Linked DNA regions of Mus musculus: region 1 is linked to region 2. A link is a contact called in public HiChIP or PLAC-seq data. All regions are on one chromosome and are shown on one strand. Each heading gives the region's core, a stretch centred on a gene start, on an enhancer-like site or on the middle of the called end of the contact. The rest is flanking DNA. Distances are from core to core; before and after follow the strand shown. Region 1 has its middle 13 kb from the start of Gm24242. Region 2 holds the start of N4bp2l2 (NEDD4 binding protein 2-like 2).

Evidence for each region. HiChIP or PLAC-seq counts read pairs in DNA pulled down with a chosen protein or histone mark.
Region 1: an H3K4me3 HiChIP or PLAC-seq map of stem cell-derived neural progenitor cells shows a contact between it and region 2, with 16 times the contacts expected there. The contact joins the enhancer-like site here to the promoter of N4bp2l2 in region 2. A contact is called at or near these places in 19 of 39 promoter capture datasets (the 3T3-L1 cell line, 3T3-L1-derived adipocytes, the C10 cell line and 11 more), 2 of 15 datasets of contacts at CTCF or cohesin (large pre-B cells and pro-B cells), 14 of 484 Hi-C or Micro-C datasets (the Ba/F3 cell line, the C2C12 cell line, the G1E-ER4 cell line and 7 more) and 7 of 115 datasets of contacts at active chromatin or transcription factors (T-cell acute lymphoblastic leukemia, astrocytes, embryonic forebrain and 4 more).

Annotation. Positions count from the first base shown.
Region 1 is chr5:151,685,426-151,688,513 of GRCm38.p6, forward strand. No RefSeq gene overlaps it. Among named protein-coding and RNA genes, the nearest start is that of Gm24242, 13 kb to the right of the region's middle. Within about 2 kb of position 1,621, at least 53 of the 459 cell types and tissues checked have an H3K27ac peak or open chromatin away from gene starts, as enhancers often do. A contact at or near this core is called in the C2C12 cell line, the G1E-ER4 cell line, liver and 3 more, where this site is marked.
Region 2 is chr5:150,663,750-150,666,895 of GRCm38.p6, forward strand. N4bp2l2 (NEDD4 binding protein 2-like 2) reads right to left here and starts at 1,863. Exons shown (of 6, transcript NM_201369.3): 1 at 1,752-1,863.

The DNA of each region.
Region 1 (3,088 bases), core at 371-2,870, 1.0 Mb after region 2:
ATTTACAACCTTGTTATTGTTTCATGTGAACATGAGATATTATTTGTGTCAAGTTGACAAGGGGTGGATTGTAGTGGCTATTCCTGGTTGTCAACTTGACAATATTTGGAATGAACTACAATCCGGAATTGGAAGGCTCACCAGTGACCCTTATCTGGAGGCTTGGAGATCCTTATCTGGATCTTGGTTTGAAGATCTTGAGCCATAGTGGCTATGGATTCCAGAAGATTGAATCTCCGAGTTAAGGAACACACCTTTAATCTGGGCTATGCCTTTCATCTGGGATTAAAGGTGTGGTGGAACACACCTTTAATCTGGGCTACACCTTTTGCTGGAGACAATATAAGGACATTGGAAGAAGGGAGTCTAGCTCTTGCTCTTGCTCCTTCGCCTGCTTGCTGCGTGAGACTGAGTAACTGCTAGATCCTTGGACTTCCATTCACAGCTGCGACTGAACCATTGTTGGGAATTGGGCTGCCGACTGTAAGTCATCAATAAATTCCTTTACTATTTAGAAATTATCCATAAGTTCTGTGACTCTAGAGAACCCTGACTAATACACATACACTAGGAAGATTTTGCTGAAAGGACCCAGATATGGCTGTCTCCTGTGAAACTATGCTGGAGCCTGGCAAACACAGAAGTGGATGCTCACAGTCAGCTATTGGATGGATCACAGGGCCCCCAATGGAGGAGCTAGAGAAAGTACCCAAGGAGCTGAAGGGATCTGCAATCCTACAGGTGGAACAACAATATGAACTAACCAATACCCCCCCTCCCCTGGAACTCGTGTCTCTAGCTGCATATGAATCTATATATATGGAGGTAAGAGCGTTAGGTTTCAGAAAAAGACCAACTTGCTGTGGTCTGACAGGAGTCTTGGCATTAATAGCCTTGTGTGACCGTGAACAAGTTATACAAGTTTTTGTGGCCTCATTTTTCCCTTCTTCAAAATGAGGACTATACTGTAACTTAACTATAGAGCAAAACAGGAGTGAGAGGATGGCCCACGTGGTAAATGTATACCTGGGTTCGTAGTTTATGTAGTAATTTACGTATTTTAAACCTCTGTTCTTGCCTAACTCATCATGTTGATACGAGCATAGAAAGATAAAATTCCACGTTGCTTTGCACATAAGAAGCCCTTGATAAATATTTCGTACTCTTTGGTTTCTCTGAGTCACAGCCCTGGCAGTCCTGGAATCCAGCTGGCCTCGAACTCACAGATCTCCGCCTGTCTCTACCTCCCAAGCGGCAGAATTAAAGGAGTGTTCCAGCAAGTTCCTCTCACTGCCTTCTTATTTTTTTACCTTTACTTTCATAGAGCTGCACTTCAAGCACGTGGGAATGTCTGTCAGAAACACTGCCATCTAGTGGTTCATTCGACCTCCTCAGTTTCCTGTTTCAGTCCGTGGCGCCTGAAGGAAAAAAATGTATAAAGCCAACAGGTTTTCCTCCAAACCTTTGCTCCCCACACCCCCCACAACCCCCACCCCCACCCACCCACCCACCCCCGCCTCAAAAAAAGAAAGTGGTATGCCCTATCTTGGAGTTTTCAGTGCTGTGCCCCTTGGAGGAGGAACTTTGAAATGGTGGGTCACTGCTGCCCTCTACTGCCCACCGCAGGCTCAGGAACTGCTTGCAAAGGCCAAGGAGCTGCTCCAGAAACATCAGCTGTGTTTTGTGCAGGGCTTAGTGTGTTTGTATTCGTGTGTAGGCACACATGTGCACACTTAGGGCTGATAATCCATTTACTTTTCTCTTGACTGTGTTGACTTTCAACCATAGGCAATGTTTCCTTAAGCAAAATCAACCTACGTAGTAAAAGATTAACAGAACAGCGACATGAAAGAAAATAGTTAAAGCCGTTCTCGCATTGAGATGGCAGCTGGATCCGGTGTGTCACAGGCAGCTGGGAGGAAAGATTGCCTTAGCTTTCAGCAGTGTGTTGGGTGCTTCTGAGAGAAGCTTCTTGCTTCTATGAAATTTATTTGTTCCTGGACCAGAACAGAAATGGCCACAAACAAATGGAAGAGGTTGGATGTTAATGAAAGAGAAGACAGAATTATATATATGTTACATATATTATATATAAATATATATGTTTATATATATATATACATATATATACCATCATATATTTGACTGCTACCTGTCATGGTCCCATACTCTTGCTTCTTTTTTCAGGTAAGAACATTTGGGTAAAGAATTTCTTAGACTGAGTCTGGAGAGATGGCTCCACAGTAAGAGGACTAAAGTTCCTTTCCTAACATCCACATTTGGGTGGCTTACTACCTGTAACTTTAGTTACAGGGGATCTTATGCCACCTTCTAACCTCTATGGGTATCTTCTAGCCTTTACGGGTAACACACACACACACACACACACACACACGAATAAAAAAATGATAAAATCAAAAACAAAGGCTGGAGAGATGTCTCCATGATCAAGAGTACTGGCTGCTCTTCTGCATGACCTGGGTTTGATTCCCCGAGTATCTGCATGTTAGCTCAGAATCATCTATAACTCCATTCCCAGGGGATCTGAAACCCTGCTCTGGCCTCTGCTTGCAACATTCTTGCATGTAATGCAGAGGCATACATGCAGTCAAAACACCTCTAACCATCAAATATAATGTAAGCAAATAACAAACAAAAAATTAATAATTTCTCAGGCCATAAGTATTGAGGAAATTTCCTAATTTCACCATGAAGTCTTCAGAGTCCTTTACCTAAAATAACCAAGTCACACACATAGAATTCCGTAGTTGCGATAAGGAAGAAGGCAAAGGGCTGGCGAGATATCTCAGTGGGTAAAGGTACTTGCTCCCAACACTGATGACCTTAGTTCAATTCCCAACATGATAAAAGGAAAGATTAACTCCTGTTTGCAAGTTGTCCTCTGGATTCACACACACACACACACACACACACACACACACACAAAACACTATTTTGATAGATGAATTAAAATATTAAAATGTAAAAAGGAGTTGAGCTCATACTTGCATGGACCTCTGTTCTACTTCATTCTTAACCTTTCAGTAAGGGCCCTGGATCTGCACACAGTATCATCTTCACTTCTTCA
Region 2 (3,146 bases), core at 613-3,112:
TACAGATACAGAGTTGACATTTAAGTTGCCTATGGTACTGATAGATCGTGGGGAAACCCCGACTCAATTCCTGATTCGCGTGCACCCAAAAAATCACGAAGGACCATCTCGATGTAATTACACGAGGTCGTTTAATTACGGAGCTCTGGACCGACATGCATCCCACACAGGAGATAACGGATGTCGGCCACGAAGCTCAAAAGCTAGGGGTTTTTATGGGGTGAGGGGCTTAGGGGTGTGGAATTCAGCATAGCTACACACTAGACACACTATTGGCTTCAGCAAAAGGGCATCAGGACTTTGTTCTTGTGGGCTGGGGGCTTATCTTGTTCACATAGCAACCAGTTGATGTATGACTTTACCCGGCGCCAAGGGGCAATAGACAGAGGGGAGGTTCCAGCCAGATGGTGTCAACTCAGACAAGATAGCCTTGCCTGCGTCCTTGCATTCCTTTTCATCTTTACAGTCAAGAGCCCTGCCCTGGCATCCGGGCTCATAGACAACTCTTTTACATGAATCACAAGTTACAAAATCTCATTTTCCTTCAGTACACTGTACCACAAATACCTTCCTGTTTAAAATCATCATGTCTTTTGTAGTATATACTTTAACTTCCAAACAATTATCTCTCTTTAGCATCCAAATACCAGGTTAACTAAAAACGCAGTCTTTGTGGGGTCTTTTTCTTTTAAGTAGTATAAAAGCAGTTTTCCAATTGAATGTAATAATTTGGAAAAAAAAAAGTTTTGAGTTTTAGTGATGATACAAATTATGCTTAGGGAAAATAATCAGAAAACTTTAAAAATCAAATCATTCATCTTTTCTAGTAGTTTCTCTAACTTGAAAAATACACTTTTTAGGCAGGGTGGTCTATGACTGCAACACTAGCATTTGGCAGGTGTTGAAAGGAGCTCAAGACCAGCCTGGACTACACAGTAAGTTCAAGGTCAGTCTGTATTACCCAAGACCCTGTCAATAAATGTAATTAAAATTACTCTTGACAGGCCGTGGTAGCTCAAACCTGTAATCCTATCAATAGATTTCCAGTCCAGTATGGGTTGGCTACACAAATGGGTTGCAGAGCAGCCTGGTTGGGAGAGACTATGTCTTTTTAAAAAAATCACAACTTCGCTTCTCTTGTCATAGAGGGAGGGGCGTTAAGAAACCAAAAGCGCTCTTTTGGTCACATCTGGCCTGCTCTTGGAATCAAAACCCAAACCCTACAAACGAGAAGAAAGGCGACAAGCCATTAGCAGAGACGAAGGAAGCTCCAACTGCGGAGAAAAGCCAGGTTCCCGGAAAGAGCCCCCACCTCGGCCACATGCTCCCATGTCCTCAATCTAACGTCAAGAGCCAACCAAGCAAGTGCAGCAGGGTGGACCGACGTCGTCAGCGCCCTACCTGCCGGGCCCCCAAGGCCTCCTGACCGGGGGCGGGCTGCCAGGCCAGGGGCGCTCCGGCTTCTCCGTCCCTAAGGAAAACGTCAAGATCCCTTCTAAGAATCCGGGGAGGTCCCGAAGGCTGACAGGCTTCTCTTGGGGCTTCCACGCTCGCAGTGAGGCGAGAGCTGTGTCAAAGCCGGAGGTGCAGGCGCCAGCCGTTCGCTCAGACGAAACCGGAAATACCTCCCTCACCTCCACCGGGACCCATCGCTCTGTAAGCACTTCCACCATCTTCCTCTCCAAGCCCTCCCCCACCCCACTCCACCCCCTCCAAAAAAAAAAAAAAAGAACTTCCGCGAACACACGAACCTCCGGGAAGACGAGAGACCGTCCAAAACGTAGCTATTAAACGGAGCTGGAAAGAGACGCGAGGCTGGAGCAGTTTCATACGCAAGATGGCCGCCACCTCTAGGATTACCCATGCAGCACCGCGGGCTCACGCCCGGCATTATGGGGATTGAAGTCCGGCGTCCCGCAGTCCTCGTTTACCTCAAGGCACCGAAACTCAGTGTTCCAGAGTCCATTGCAAGACTTACAAGCTATTTTGGCCACCAACGTAGACTCAGTCTTGTTCCCCGCCCTGTAGTGGGGGGAAGTTTCTTAAAGAAACATCACCTTTATCTATAAAGGCAGCGACGTCCTCTGGGGTTCACGACTCAAAAAGAACAAGAGTGCTTGGCGCCCCCAGGTGGATGGACGCGCAAGCCTCTGTGGTGAGTGAACAGTTTTCAGGCTTTTCAGGAGACAAAAGAATCAGCCTAGGCTTCAAAGGGGAAAACATTTTGTGTAACAGAACTCAGTTGCTATGGTTTCTCAGAAACACCATTTAGTATAATTTTAAGCTTCTGAACAACTGTGGCAAAATAGAGTGCCTGCACCTCAGAACCCCATAACAGATGACTCTTGGGGAGAAGAAATTATAAAGTATCTTACTTCCAGATATAGGAAAACTGCTATATAAATATGTATTGAATTAAAACTAAATACCAACCAAATGACTAGCTCCAGTTAAAGGTCTTTTTTTTTCTCCTTTCCATTTCTATTAGCCTGTCGTCCTCTCCACCCCTTGTTTCGTTTGGGCCCGCACAAGAAGATCGGCCATCTCAGCATATTTGAATAAGTCTTGTCTCCAACACAATAATGTTTTTTTTTTTTTTTTAAAGATTTATTTATTATTTTAAGTACACTGTAGCTGTCTTCAGACACACCAGAAGAGGGAGTCAGATCTTGTTACGGATGGTTGTGAGCCACCATGTGGTTGCTGGGATTTGAACTCTGGACCTTCGGAAGAGCAGTCGGGTGCTCTTACCCTCTGAGCCATCTCACCAGCCCCCACAATAATGTTTTAATTTATAAGTATAATAGATAAAAAGCACAGTGAAGCCGGGCAGTGGTGGAGCACGCCTTTAGTCCCAGCACTTGGGAGGCAGAGGCAGGCAGATTTCTGAGTTCAAGGCCAGCCTGGTCTACAGAGTGAGTTCCAGGACAGCCAGGGCTACACAGAGAAACCCTGTCTCAAACAAAACAAAACAAACTAAAACAAATCACTATTTTATTTTATGTGAGTGTTTTACCTGAGTGTATATATACATATATATACACCTGAGTGTGTGTGTGTAAATATGTATACACACACACTCTCTCTCTCTCTCTCTCTCTCTCTCTTAAGAGTGTTGTGTAAAAGAGAGAAAACCCATTTACTTT